Regions from separate parts of the Gossypium hirsutum genome. Here region 2 is linked to region 1. A link is a contact called in public Hi-C data. All regions are on one chromosome and are shown on one strand. Each heading gives the region's core, a stretch centred on a gene start, on an enhancer-like site or on the middle of the called end of the contact. The rest is flanking DNA. Distances are from core to core; before and after follow the strand shown. Region 1 holds the start of LOC107927147 (4-coumarate--CoA ligase-like 7). Region 2 holds the start of LOC107927035.

Evidence for each region. Hi-C and Micro-C count contacts between places; a contact is called where the count stands out from the background.
Region 2: a contact with region 1 is called in a Hi-C map of leaf, with 1.4 times the contacts expected there. The contact joins the promoter of LOC107927035 here to the promoter of LOC107927147 in region 1. A contact is called at or near these places in 2 of 34 Hi-C or Micro-C datasets (both in leaf).

What each region holds. Positions count from the first base shown.
Region 1 is chrD03:49,731,678-49,737,766 of Gossypium_hirsutum_v2.1, reverse strand. LOC107927147 (4-coumarate--CoA ligase-like 7) reads left to right here and starts at 3,418. Exons shown (of 7, transcript XM_041090398.1): 1 at 3,418-3,724; 2 at 4,139-6,067. The coding sequence starts at 5,051. LOC107927154 (4-coumarate--CoA ligase-like 7) reads left to right here. Exons shown (of 6, transcript XM_016858164.2): 6 at 1-91.
Region 2 is chrD03:49,869,842-49,875,930 of Gossypium_hirsutum_v2.1, reverse strand. It overlaps LOC107927035, which reads right to left and starts at 3,055. Exons shown (of 13, transcript XM_016858002.2): 1 at 2,724-3,055; 2 at 2,129-2,306; 3 at 1,960-2,022; 4 at 1,719-1,824; 5 at 1,441-1,545; 6 at 1,277-1,353; 7 at 1,067-1,181; 8 at 407-479; 9 at 1-42. The coding sequence starts at 2,800.

The DNA.
Region 1 (6,089 bases), core at 2,169-4,668:
AACAACATTGCTGAGACACTTGGTGCAGATTACTGCAATTTCAAAGTAAACTCTTTAGTTAATGGCAAAAACATTTGTGTCGTGACTTCAACTCCAGTTCAATCTCTTTTTCTCATTCTTGTATCAACTAGATGTTTGAAACAAGCTCAACTCAAATATTAGATCTCTAATGGTATATACTTATCAACTTTTTTCCAAAAAGCATAAAAACAAAGTAAAAACTAAATTTAAACATGAAATCTAATAATTTGTAAATACTCGAGACTAAATTCTTTAAATGTTTAAAGAGATTAATTCTACATATATGAATAGAACAAATCAGCGTTAGATCTTTTGTCGCCTTACCTATGGAAAAGCTGATTTATTTACTTGATAGGGCAGAGGCATGCGGTGCACTCAGCTTTTGGGTGTTTCAACTCCTTTTTTAATTAGAGGTGTTAGTTGGATTTGAGTCGGATTTAAATATGATATTAATATATTTTATGTTTGTTTAAGTTTGACCCGACTTGAAATTTAGGTTTAAAATTTTACTCAAAACTGCTCATATTTGCAAAAAATTAATCTAAGCTCATTTTAAGTCCATTTATATTATTTTTAATTTTAAAAAATGTATTTATATTATTTTATTTTAATATTTAATAATTTTATTCATTTTTTATTTATTAAAAATTTTTATATAGTCATCTTTACATTATTTTAATGTTTACATTAGAGTATTATTATATATTTACTATAAGTTTGTTTTTTTTAATGTGTTTTAAGTTTCATAATATATAAAAATAACATAATATAAATATTATAAACTTAAAATAGGTCAAGTTTAAATCTTGAATGTTTAAGCCCGAGCCTGACTATATTTTAAATAAATTTATTTTTTTATCCAAACTTATTTTTTATACTTAACATTTTTATTCAAACCTTCCTAACTTTTCAATCTAAACATAAGGCAACTCATCAACGGGCAGAGCAAATATATTGGGCACCGCAGCCCTTGCCGACAGCAAAAGCATTGGGTTATAGAGTCTAGAAGTGAAAATACCTAAACACCCTTATTCATTATTTCATCCACCCATGACCCAACTAGCGGCACTTTACTCTTTTCTTCTGGTCTGGGGACACAAAAATACTTTCCTACAATTTCTTCATTCAAAGCATCATTTTACTTCTTCTTCGTTCTGCTTATAATTTGCGGCTTGGCTTCTCTTTTCCGTGATTTGGAGCTTTGCATCCGATTTTCTTTGTAGAAGTTAAACAAGTGTCAATTTTGCTGTGCGCTCGAAAACAAAAATCATAACAAAATTTTCTTAAGTTATGCCGAAATAATTTTGAATGAATAGAAACACACAGTAGAATTCTCGTAAATTTTTTATCCAGGAAATATATTTAAAGTACAGTGTCGTGGTAAGTTTATGTTAAACTTGTGCTTGATGATGAACAGGGACTTCCCTTGGTCGAGGATTGTAACGATTTAAACTATGTGTAAGGTTGCCCCTTTTTCTTAGTTGAAGACAAAATTACATCGAATTTTTGCTCAAGTCTACTATACTTGCTCACGAGTACTCGAAATTTGAGAGACTTTAGCTAAAAATATTAAATTTAAAAATAAGTTTAGATAAAAATATTAAGTTTATTTAAAATATAGATCAAGTTCGGTCTTATATATTCAAGGCTTGACCCGACCTATTTTAAGTTTATAATATTTTATATTATATTAATTTTATATATTATGTAATTTAGATACAATACTAAACACCAACTGTTTTTTTCTATAATATTTTTCAAATATATTATTTTACCCAAATGTAACTTTTGAATATACACAGTAAGAGCAATGCAAAATTGACTCTTAAGCTATTGAATTTTTGTTTTTTTTTTCTTTTATTAATTTAAGTTTAAATGTTAAGAAAGAAAATTTATGGTAAAAGTGAGTTAGTTAAATTGTTTTTTTTTTACTTAGAATATGAGAAATTAAATTTTATTGGTTAATGTCGAAACCGTTTTTTGAAAACAAAAAATTTTGTTGTCGACTTTAAAGATAAAACTAGAGTCGCCACCGATCCTTCATTAAGGTGTGATCGGCTCACCTTAAAAATTATTTTGGTCTATGAATTTTGAGAAACGAGTTTGGAAGTCGGTTACGCACGAGGAAGGGTTAGCACCCTCGTAACACCCAAAATTGGTACCAAATTGATTATTTAATGTCTTAATGTTAAGGGCTGAAATATATTTTTAAAAACAACTCAAATGATGAAATCTAAAAAAGATAATCAATTGTTCAAGTCATGTAAAGAAATCGAGTCCCAATACGTTAGGGTACAATTTCTTAAAATCCCCGAACTTTGAATATCATTTTTATTTTATGCGAAAATCTTTATTTTGAGAAAGCAATATATCATGCCCAATACATTAGGACACAACAAGTTAAGTTCCCGAAAATGATTTTTATGCTCATACATTTTGGATAAAGAATATTCTCGGTTATTTAAGATTAACCAAGAAAATCGAAACCCAATACGTTAGGACTCAATTTTCTCGAAAATCTCAAACTTTGAATATTGCTTTTATTCAAAAAAAAACTTTGAATCAAGGGAAAATGATTTTGATATATTGACGAAACCAAAATATATTTCTCAAAGGATATGTTAAAAGGTTAATGTACAATATAAAACAAATACTTCACTTTAAAATATACATGTATGAGTATTTACAAAATATATAAATTTAAGCACAACATACAAGTAAATTTGAAAATATGTGTGTGCATATATTTAACACACATATACAAGTATACATATAAAAAGAAGGAATGAAAAATATCCCGATAAAAAAAACTAATAAAAATGCATGTATATGTATTTGAAAATCGTGAAAATAAAAAAAAAGGTATGTATATGTGTATATATTTACAAAATAAAAAATATATAAGTGTATGTATTGGTAAATCATGAAAATATGTATATGTATATTAAAATACTTATATATGTACAATATGTATACAAGTAACGGAATATATATAGAATAATGAAAATGTTTCAGGAAAAAAAATGTAAATCTATATACTATAAAAATGAATGTATATTTTAAATTATAATATATAGGAAATATATGTATATTTTAAAATGTACATGTATATTTATATATATACATTTGAAAAAAAAAATATGAAGAATAATATATAAAATATATATGGAAATATGCGTGAAATCATATTTACAAAAGTAGAAAAGAAACTAAAATATAAAAGCATATCTATATTATAAAAAATATGTTTGTATGTACAAAAATATATGTATGTATTTATAAAAGTTTTTAAAAAATGTATATATACTATATATGAGTATAAATATAGAAATAATAAGTGATAATAAATAATATAATAATATGATAAAAGTAAAAAAATTAAAAAAACCGAATTGCAAAAAAAAAACACAAAATAATCAATAAATGAAATTAAAATAAAACGAAGGACTAATCTGCCACACGCGCATTACATGGGGGCCAAAATGGAAATAATCCCTCTCCCCAAACGGTGCGTTTAAAACATGATTTAAAACAAAAAAAAATTGTTTTACCAATCCTATTTTGCAGCAGTAAGAAGGAAAAAATAAAAAACAAGAACCCTCTGCTAGGGTTTTTCTTTACCCCTTTTGCGCCGCCGTTCGCCTGCACCAACGCTCCGATCGTGAACGGAGATGGCAACACTCCGGCGTGTTCGACGAAAGAGGTAAGATCCCTTTTCTCTTTTCTTTATATATTAAGCAAAAATAAATAAAAAAGAGAAACTATATAAAAAGAATCAAATATATATATGTATAAATGAAAAATAAAAGATTGATAATCCACAATGAAGTAAAACAGAGAGAGAAAAAAGAAAAGAAAACCTTTGTATTTCAAAAAAGAAAATTTCCTATTTGTGTTTGTATTTCTTTCGGTCTCTCTTTTCGTAAAAAAAAATCTTCCCCCTATTTTCGTCCCTTTTTTACAGATTTTTCACGGCTTTAAATAGCCGAAATGGAAAAGAAAAAACAAAATTAAAAGAAATCTATTCTGTTTTTTTTGTTGGCATATTGTTGCCCAATTTTTGCTATTCTGTTTTGTTCCCTTTTCTTTGCTGTATTGTTTGTGTTTGTTGCTGGAGGTACTGCTGGAGGTGCGGCGTGCAAGGCGTGGCGCGCGTGGAGGCGCAACTCGCGCGAATGGTGGCTACTGTTGCGGCACCAGTTTGCTGCGGCGCTGAGGCAGAGAAGCTAGGGGTTTTTTTTTTTGGTTTTAGGCTGATATGGGCTTGGGTAAATTGGAGGGTATTGGGCTGGGGTTAATTTTATTGGGCCTGGGCACATTTGGGCTTATACAGTTTAATTGAAGAGAAAATTAATTATTTTTTGTCAAAAATGTTATTAATTTGTACTATTAAAAACTAATATATCTCATAAAATAATCAGATGGTGAGAGGTGGCGTGCCATGCGAATTTCATGATGAGGACTCGTTTTTAATAATATAAATAATAAAAAATTTAACAAAAAAATAAATTTATTTTTAATCTATTATATAAAAATTTATTTATTTTTAAATAAAAAAAGTAAAATATAATTAATTTAACTCTGAACTCCATATTAGACAATATTGGACTTTTTCAATAAAGTTACAAATCATCTTTTTCTTTTCTTCCAAACTTTTAGCATGAAAAAGGTTGTAAAAGAAGGGGAAAAAAATATTTAGTATACTCAAAAGTATTAATAAATCCAGCCTTTTGATCCTCATTTGAGTCAGATGCATAACGAAATCAAGCTCTGAAAATATCCACATGATTTTCCGTAGGTTGAAAACATGAAATTATTGCCTAATTTTGTCCACGTGTCCTACATTGGTCATTTCTCATTAGTGTTGTTTCTCGTCAACTTGTCCCCACGTACCGATGCTTCTTCAACCAAATGATCTTCCATACAGTGTTAGTCCTTACTCTGTTTTGTTATTAATCCATTCCAAGCTTCCAGCTTTTCATTATCTAAAAAAATCACGAAAGGATCAAAGCTCAAAGATCAGGTTTTGATGGAGAAATCTGGGTATGGAAGGGATGGGATTTACAGGTCTTTAAGGCCACCGGTAGATTTTCCCAAGGAACCAAATCTTTCAATGGTTTCGTTTCTGTTGAGGAATGTGTCTTGTTACCCTTACAAACCAGCGCTCATCGATGCAGATTCTGGGGAAACCCTCACTTTCTCTCAGTTGAAATCCACTGTCATCAAGCTCTCCCATGGATTTCTAAAACTGGGTATCAACAAAAGCGACCGAGTATTGATCTTTGCTCCCAATTCAGTCCAATTCCCTCTTTGTTTCTTTGCCATAACAGCCATCGGTGCCATTGCCACAACTGCCAACCCCAATTACACTGTTAACGAACTCTCGAAACAACTCAAAGATTCCAACCCCAAGCTTGTTGTCACCGTCCCTGAATTGTTCGACAAAGTTAAGGATTTCAACATCCCTTTGATCTCCCTTGGTTCTAAACGGAACCAACGAGGATTTAATGTAAAAAACACCCCAAAAATCCTTTCTTTTCATGATCTTCTTGATATAGCGGGTAACGTAACAGAGCTTCCCTCGGTTTCCGTCAAGCAGACCAATACAGCTGTGCTGCTTTACTCTTCGGGGACGACGGGACTCAGTAAAGGTGTTGTTCTGACACATGGGAATTTCATTGCATCATCTTTGATGGTGACAAAGGATCAAGAACTTGCAGGGGATATCCACCGGGTTTACTTGTGCATCTTGCCTATGTTTCATGTGTTCGGATTGGCTGTCATGGTGTACGCGCAATTGCAGATGGGAAATGCTTTGGTGTCAATGGCGAAGTTCGATTTTGTGATGTTTTTGAGGAATGTGGAGAAGTATAGAGCCACCCATTTGTGGGTTGTGCCTCCTATTGTGCTTGCTATGGCTAAGCAGAATGTGGTTCACAAGTTTGATCTTTCCTCATTGAAGCAAATTGGTTCTGGTGCTGCACCTTTGGGAAAAGAGTTGATGGAGGAGTGTGCAAAGAAGTTCCCTCAAGCAGTTGTTATGCAGGTAATTTAGTTGTCTTAATGGG
Region 2 (6,089 bases), core at 1,806-4,305, 140 kb before region 1:
TCTTGACAGTCTGAAGTCAAAAGGATAGACTGCTTATTACACCTGAAAGGAGAATAATGTCATACTGAACTTCAAAATCAGCAATATTTGAGAACAAGGAGTAACTGTTATCACATAATATTGAAAATTCAACTTGCATGAAAGCCAATACACGATTTCTATTTCCATAGGTGGTCAATCTCACAGTAATATACAACACTAGGGAGCAAACCATACATCACAAAATTTTGTTAATCTCAAAACACTTGGGAAATATGCGGCAGCCATTCAACATTTCTATATTACATGTTGGGCATTAATTACCACTAACAGTCGCATTCATCTTATAGACAAACCCAAAGAACCTAGGCAGCTTCAAATGAAAGTATTCACACACTTTTGATATTAGAACCCCACTGTCACGTACCTTACTTGACAATAAACAGCAGTAAATTTGATCCAGGTTATGATATTTTGAGGTGGCCCTTTACAACCAGAACCTAAGCACCAAATTTTATGTGAGAAAGATATGAAATCAAACAGTCCGTTATTATTGATTAAAAAGGAAGAAAGGAACAGGCCACAACTCGGGTGAGGCATTGACCTCAAGTGTGTTAACTATAGATCTAAACAATTGAATTCAATATATTGAACAAGGGAAGAAAAGAAATCACAATACATAGTGTATGCGAAGTCAGATGACCAGAGTTCAAAAATTGAGTCATTGAATGTAAGATCAGGAAAGAAGGCAAAAATACATGTAAAAGAAAAGGATGGCAGGCAAACAAACAATGTGTATTAGGTATTAGCAGTAAAGCTTTATACCATGTATAATCAACTGTACCAACTGGATCTTGTCCTTAAGAAACTAACAGAAGAATTAGATTTGAGAAAACAATACGTAATCTGAAAAAGTAATAGTTCATAATGGTTAAACTATAAAAGCAAACTTTCTGCCAACAACATCAATAATCCTAACTTGATGTGTAGAAGATGCGTGATCATGGCCTATAGAAGATCGAGGATGAATCAATTTAAGTGCTAAACGAAATGGACTAGAAGCGGGAAAAGAGACTGAAGAGCTTACTATTTTCAGCGGATATATTGGATGAAAAATTGAAAAGAAACCCATATGTTTCAAGGGCACTCTTTAATTCAGGATAGCTGGGGTACCAGTCAATTTCAATGGGTTGCATGCCAACCTGGATAAGATTTTCAAATAACCAATTCATAAGAAATACTCATTTTACGTACATCAAAATTTATTTTCAGCTATTGCAGATAAACATCTGTTCACCTGAATTTTTGATGAAAGAATGGCACACCAAAACTCACAAGCAGACGACCTCAACTCCTCTTTTGATGAATATAGCACTGACAGAAGCAATAGATAAGCACAAAATAAGCATCCACTGGCCATTAAAGGAAGAAGCTAGGGCCAAAGGTAATGGATATACTCACTTAAGAAAAAGGTCCATGTAGCTAGTGATTTTTCTACACAGCCACATTTAAATATCAATTTTAAGAGCCATCCATTTTTCAATAACCCTTCAAGGAAAGTGCACCCTAAAAGAATGCATGAAAGAGGTCAGTGATACATGCAAGAATGTTTCTTCTCACCGAACAAAATGCATATTATGGAAACTAGAATTGATGCAATCTGCAATCCAAAACTAAATGGAGAAATATATTTACCAAAAAAAAGGATATGAGAAAGCAAGTACAAAAAAGTGAAGGACCTTTCTCTTTAGTAAGCCCCACCAGAGAGTTGAGCTCATTATTCATGAAAGACTGCAAAATTGACCAATTTCCAAGCTCAGGAAAAGATAGAGGTGGTATAGTCTTCTGTAAATTGAACAAAGAAACCAAAAATAAAGAATTTTCAGTCACTTGAAATATCAAGTTTTGTGAAAGAAGTTCTTCCACTAGTTGGAAAGCACAATGTCAAGCATGATAAACTAATGTTATTTACGAGAAAACCTGCTCCCCGAAGACACATAAGCCCCATTCAGACATCTCTTCTACGCTATGAATTGCTTTCATCTATAAAAGAAAAATACATTTACTTTCAGTCAACTTAAAATGAAACAAACACAGAATGCATCACAAAATGAGAGCAATGAGAAAAAGAAAAAGGTTGTTTTTATGCCTGTTTTTGGCAATCATCGAGAAGACTTGCAAGCATAGCTTCTTTGCAATTCTTATCCTCATCATCAGACACATAACATTTCCGAGCTTTTGCCTGTTTCCTGGCTTCATTCTCAATAAGTTTGCTTTGTTCCTTGTAGTGTTCAGTCAAAAGCTCATCCAGTCCCATAAGGTTTTTCCTAAAAACCATTTTTACAGTACACGTTACTACAAAGAATCAAATAGAACTGCATGATTAATATAAAAAAAAAAGAACATAGTAAGCAGCTCAAATTCATTGGAAATGCTCAAAGCAATTCTCCTTTGGCAAAAATGGGAAAGCAAAAGCATAATAAAGTAAATAGGTTCTAAAATCTTATTAAATTCATAAAAAAATATTAACAAAGCTATTATCTTTAAGGAAGCGAACCATGTTCAAACTGATGGGTTCTCAATCAACCTCATTAACTTAAAATCCAAACCGAAAAAGAAAAAAAAACCCTAGCAACCCAAACCGGTAAATTGTATCAAAACATGAAACAAAAGAAAGATTAAGAATATAATAGAGAAATTTATTGAAAGAGAATAATTTAAAAATATGGGTAACAGGTGAAAACCTTTTGCTGGGAACAACAGGGTTAATAAGAAGAGAATCTTCTACTTCAAAATCAAGTGGTTCATCAATGTCCATCATCTCCGATTGTCTGTAGCTAAGGAAAAGAAGAAGAAGAAGAAGAAGCAAACCCTAAGAGGGAAAAGCTTCGTTTAACTGTTACTCTTTTCCAATTTATTTCAATTAGCGCCAAAACCAGAAACAAGTTTAGCAGTGAGCGATTTTAAAGATGTAAATGGCTTTCATCAAAGGGTTTAGCAGTTACTGCTGGACCAAAATTTTCAGGGTTTTTGGGTCAAAACGACAAAGAGTCCATAAAACAGAGCCCCCCCCCCCTTCTTTGCTTTGAAGTCCATTAGAAGAAGGACTCATGTCTACTTTGCTAAAATTTCAAATTTAGTCTATGTAATTTATTTTTATTTATAATTTAGTTTTTATTTTAATAATATTATTAATTAGCCCAAAATATTACTGTAATTAATTATTTTCGTTAAAGTGATCATATGAAATTTTTTAAAATAACACTGTTAAGTATTTGATTAACATGTAATTTTTTTATTAGATCGAGTTAATTGAATGATATTTTTTTAAAACACTTTTAAGCATTTGTTGACATATTATTATTTTTTAAAGACATGTCTTCACATTTTGGAGTAAATAATAATAAAATAAGTTAATCAAATTATGTCAAATTAAAATATAAAGATTAAATCTCAAAAATTAATAAAATTAAAAGGACCAAAACTATAATTTGATCTATTAGTCAGTAAAACTTAGTTTCTAGTTTTTAAATATTAGGGAGTAAGCCGATTGAGTCTTAACTCGATCGGTATGAGCATGTTGTTAATACAGGAAGACGGGGGTTTGAGCGTGCTGAAACGCGTTATTCTCCTATTTATGAATTAAAGAGGGGCTATAGGTAAATTTAGGCATTATGCCAAAAAAGATTTATTACTTGAATACAACAATGATGGGTAACACAGCAATTAAAAATTGTTACATGTTATTTTACCAATTTTTAAAATTTTCCCCAAATTAACATTATAGTTTACTTTCTTATATAATTTTAAATTTATATATTATTTAAAAATTAAGAGAAATTATCATTATCAATGGGTAATACAACAATTAAAAATACGTTATTTGAAAATTAATTTAAATTTAAACACATAAAAGCTCATGCAACATACGTGATAGCTTATAGGCAATGTTGTGGGGGTGGTCGTTGAACAAAAAAAAAAGTTATGAGATGTTCGGGAGAGTTTGCGGTTGGCCAAGGACTTAAGGGTAGCACGACTGATTAACGAGTTGGATGCGTTATGGGTAGTGCAACTGCTGTCTTGGTCTTGCGAAAATTTACGAAAGTGAACATATGTTGAGTACTATATGTTGGAGATTGTTTAGCATTTATACAAAAGGGATGGAAGGTGGAGGTTCGCCGCATTCTTCGGGAAGGCTACCGATGTGCTTACCACATCGCTTTGTCTCATGAAGGTATGGATGGCCTCGTCCGCTTGCATAGTTCGCCGACTAGCCTTCTACCTTTGCTGCATGTTGATGCCCGCGAGCATGGGAGAGCTAGATTTTAATTTTCTGTACCAAAAACAATGTATAATTTATCAAAAAAAATTAAAGTATAAAAATTTAAAATTAATATAATAAAATAAAAATATGATGCAAAATCTAAATGTACTAAGGTTTATAGCTTAATTAAAATTAATGTGGATACTAAAATTTGAGTTTGAAATCAACAAGTGGTTGGGTGCAATGGTAAAGCACATTCCACTCCCAATGGGAGAATATATGTTCGAATCTTGAAGATAATATAGTTGGGAGTAGCAGCCATGAATCCCGAATAGGAGTTGTAACTTATTTGAGTTTTAAAGTTTAGGGTTATTTTAGTTAGGTTATATTATTTTAGGGTTTAAATTGTTATATTTTTTAAGGTCATTTTGGGTTTTCTCACTCAAGTTTAGTACTTAAAGTCTAGTCATTTTGATTAAGTTGAGATCACTTCGATTTTTAGTTGGAAATATTAAATTATTAATGTACAAGCTCATTTTGCCCGGTGCCCATTACAAATAAAACACACTTAAAAACCTACCCAATAACCAACCCAAACAACCCATTACAACAAAGCCCAACTACCCAATACCTCAGCCCAAAACCCAAAACAAGAAAAAACCCCAGCAGAAAACAAAGAACCCTAGGCGCCATACCTAGGGTCTTCTGACCCTCAGTCTTTTACGCCACCGTCATGTCCAGCGCCGCACCTACCCTTTGCCCACCTGCTCCAGCAACCCTGCAAAATAGAGGAGAACACGCAAGCAGCAAAAATAATAGGAAAAAAATAGAAACAGATTGGCTATAAAAGCCAGACACTACTTCTGTATTTTTCTCTTCTTTTACAACTAGTTAATAAAAAAAAAAGCAGATCCAAAAGCTTAAAAAAAAAGGTTAACCCAGTGCTTCTTTTCTTTTTTTTCTCTGTTCTTGTGTTTTTTATTTATTTTATTGTTTTTTTTATTTTTTGTTTATTTTCTACGACCCTTCTTAACAAAAACAAAACAAAAGGGAAAAGGGAAGATACCTTCGCTTCAAAGGCCGGCGTCGGAGCCTATCTTCGCCGTCACCAGAGTCGAACAAGGAGAGAGATCTTTTCCTTTTTCTCTCAGTCCCACGGTTGAGAAGGCCTAGCCTTTAGGGACGCCGTGAAGAAAGGGCTGAAAAGCCGTTTCGCTCGACTCTGGCCACCGGCCATGGAGGCGACACGGCGGAGGCCAGGATCTAAGGGTCGAATGTTTTGAGGGAGAAGGAGAGAAAAAGTTTTGAAAGTTTTAAAAATTTTATTGTAAAAATGACATTTTCAGGAAAAAAATAGGTTAAATAATGATACCAGAACGGCGCCGTTTTGACATTAGGGGTCAGACGCCAAAACGACGTCGTTTTGGCCCTGACCCGTGACTCGACCCGTTGTCCCTCAGGATCCGCGTGTTTTTACGGTGAAAGGGGCTATTTGCGTGCAAGGCCCCTCCGCTTTTGTGCTGTAGTGCAACCTGGTATTCGTTGTTTTTATATTTTGGCCGTATAATTTTCTGATTGTTTCATTTTGGTCCGAGCTGAAATACTGCATTTGAGGGCTAAGAATATTGCCCACTCGGTCCCTCATCCCTTAAGCGCGTTTTATTTTAGCCCCGAGCCACCTTCTTTACTTATTTGCGATTCTGACCCCGAATTTCAGTCCATTTTCAATTCGGTCCTTGGCCTGTTTATTTTTTTTAAAGAAAACAAAACAATTTTATTTAATATTCCATTTAATGTTATTTATTTATTTATTTATTTTCAATTTTTTGGTCAAAATTACATTAAC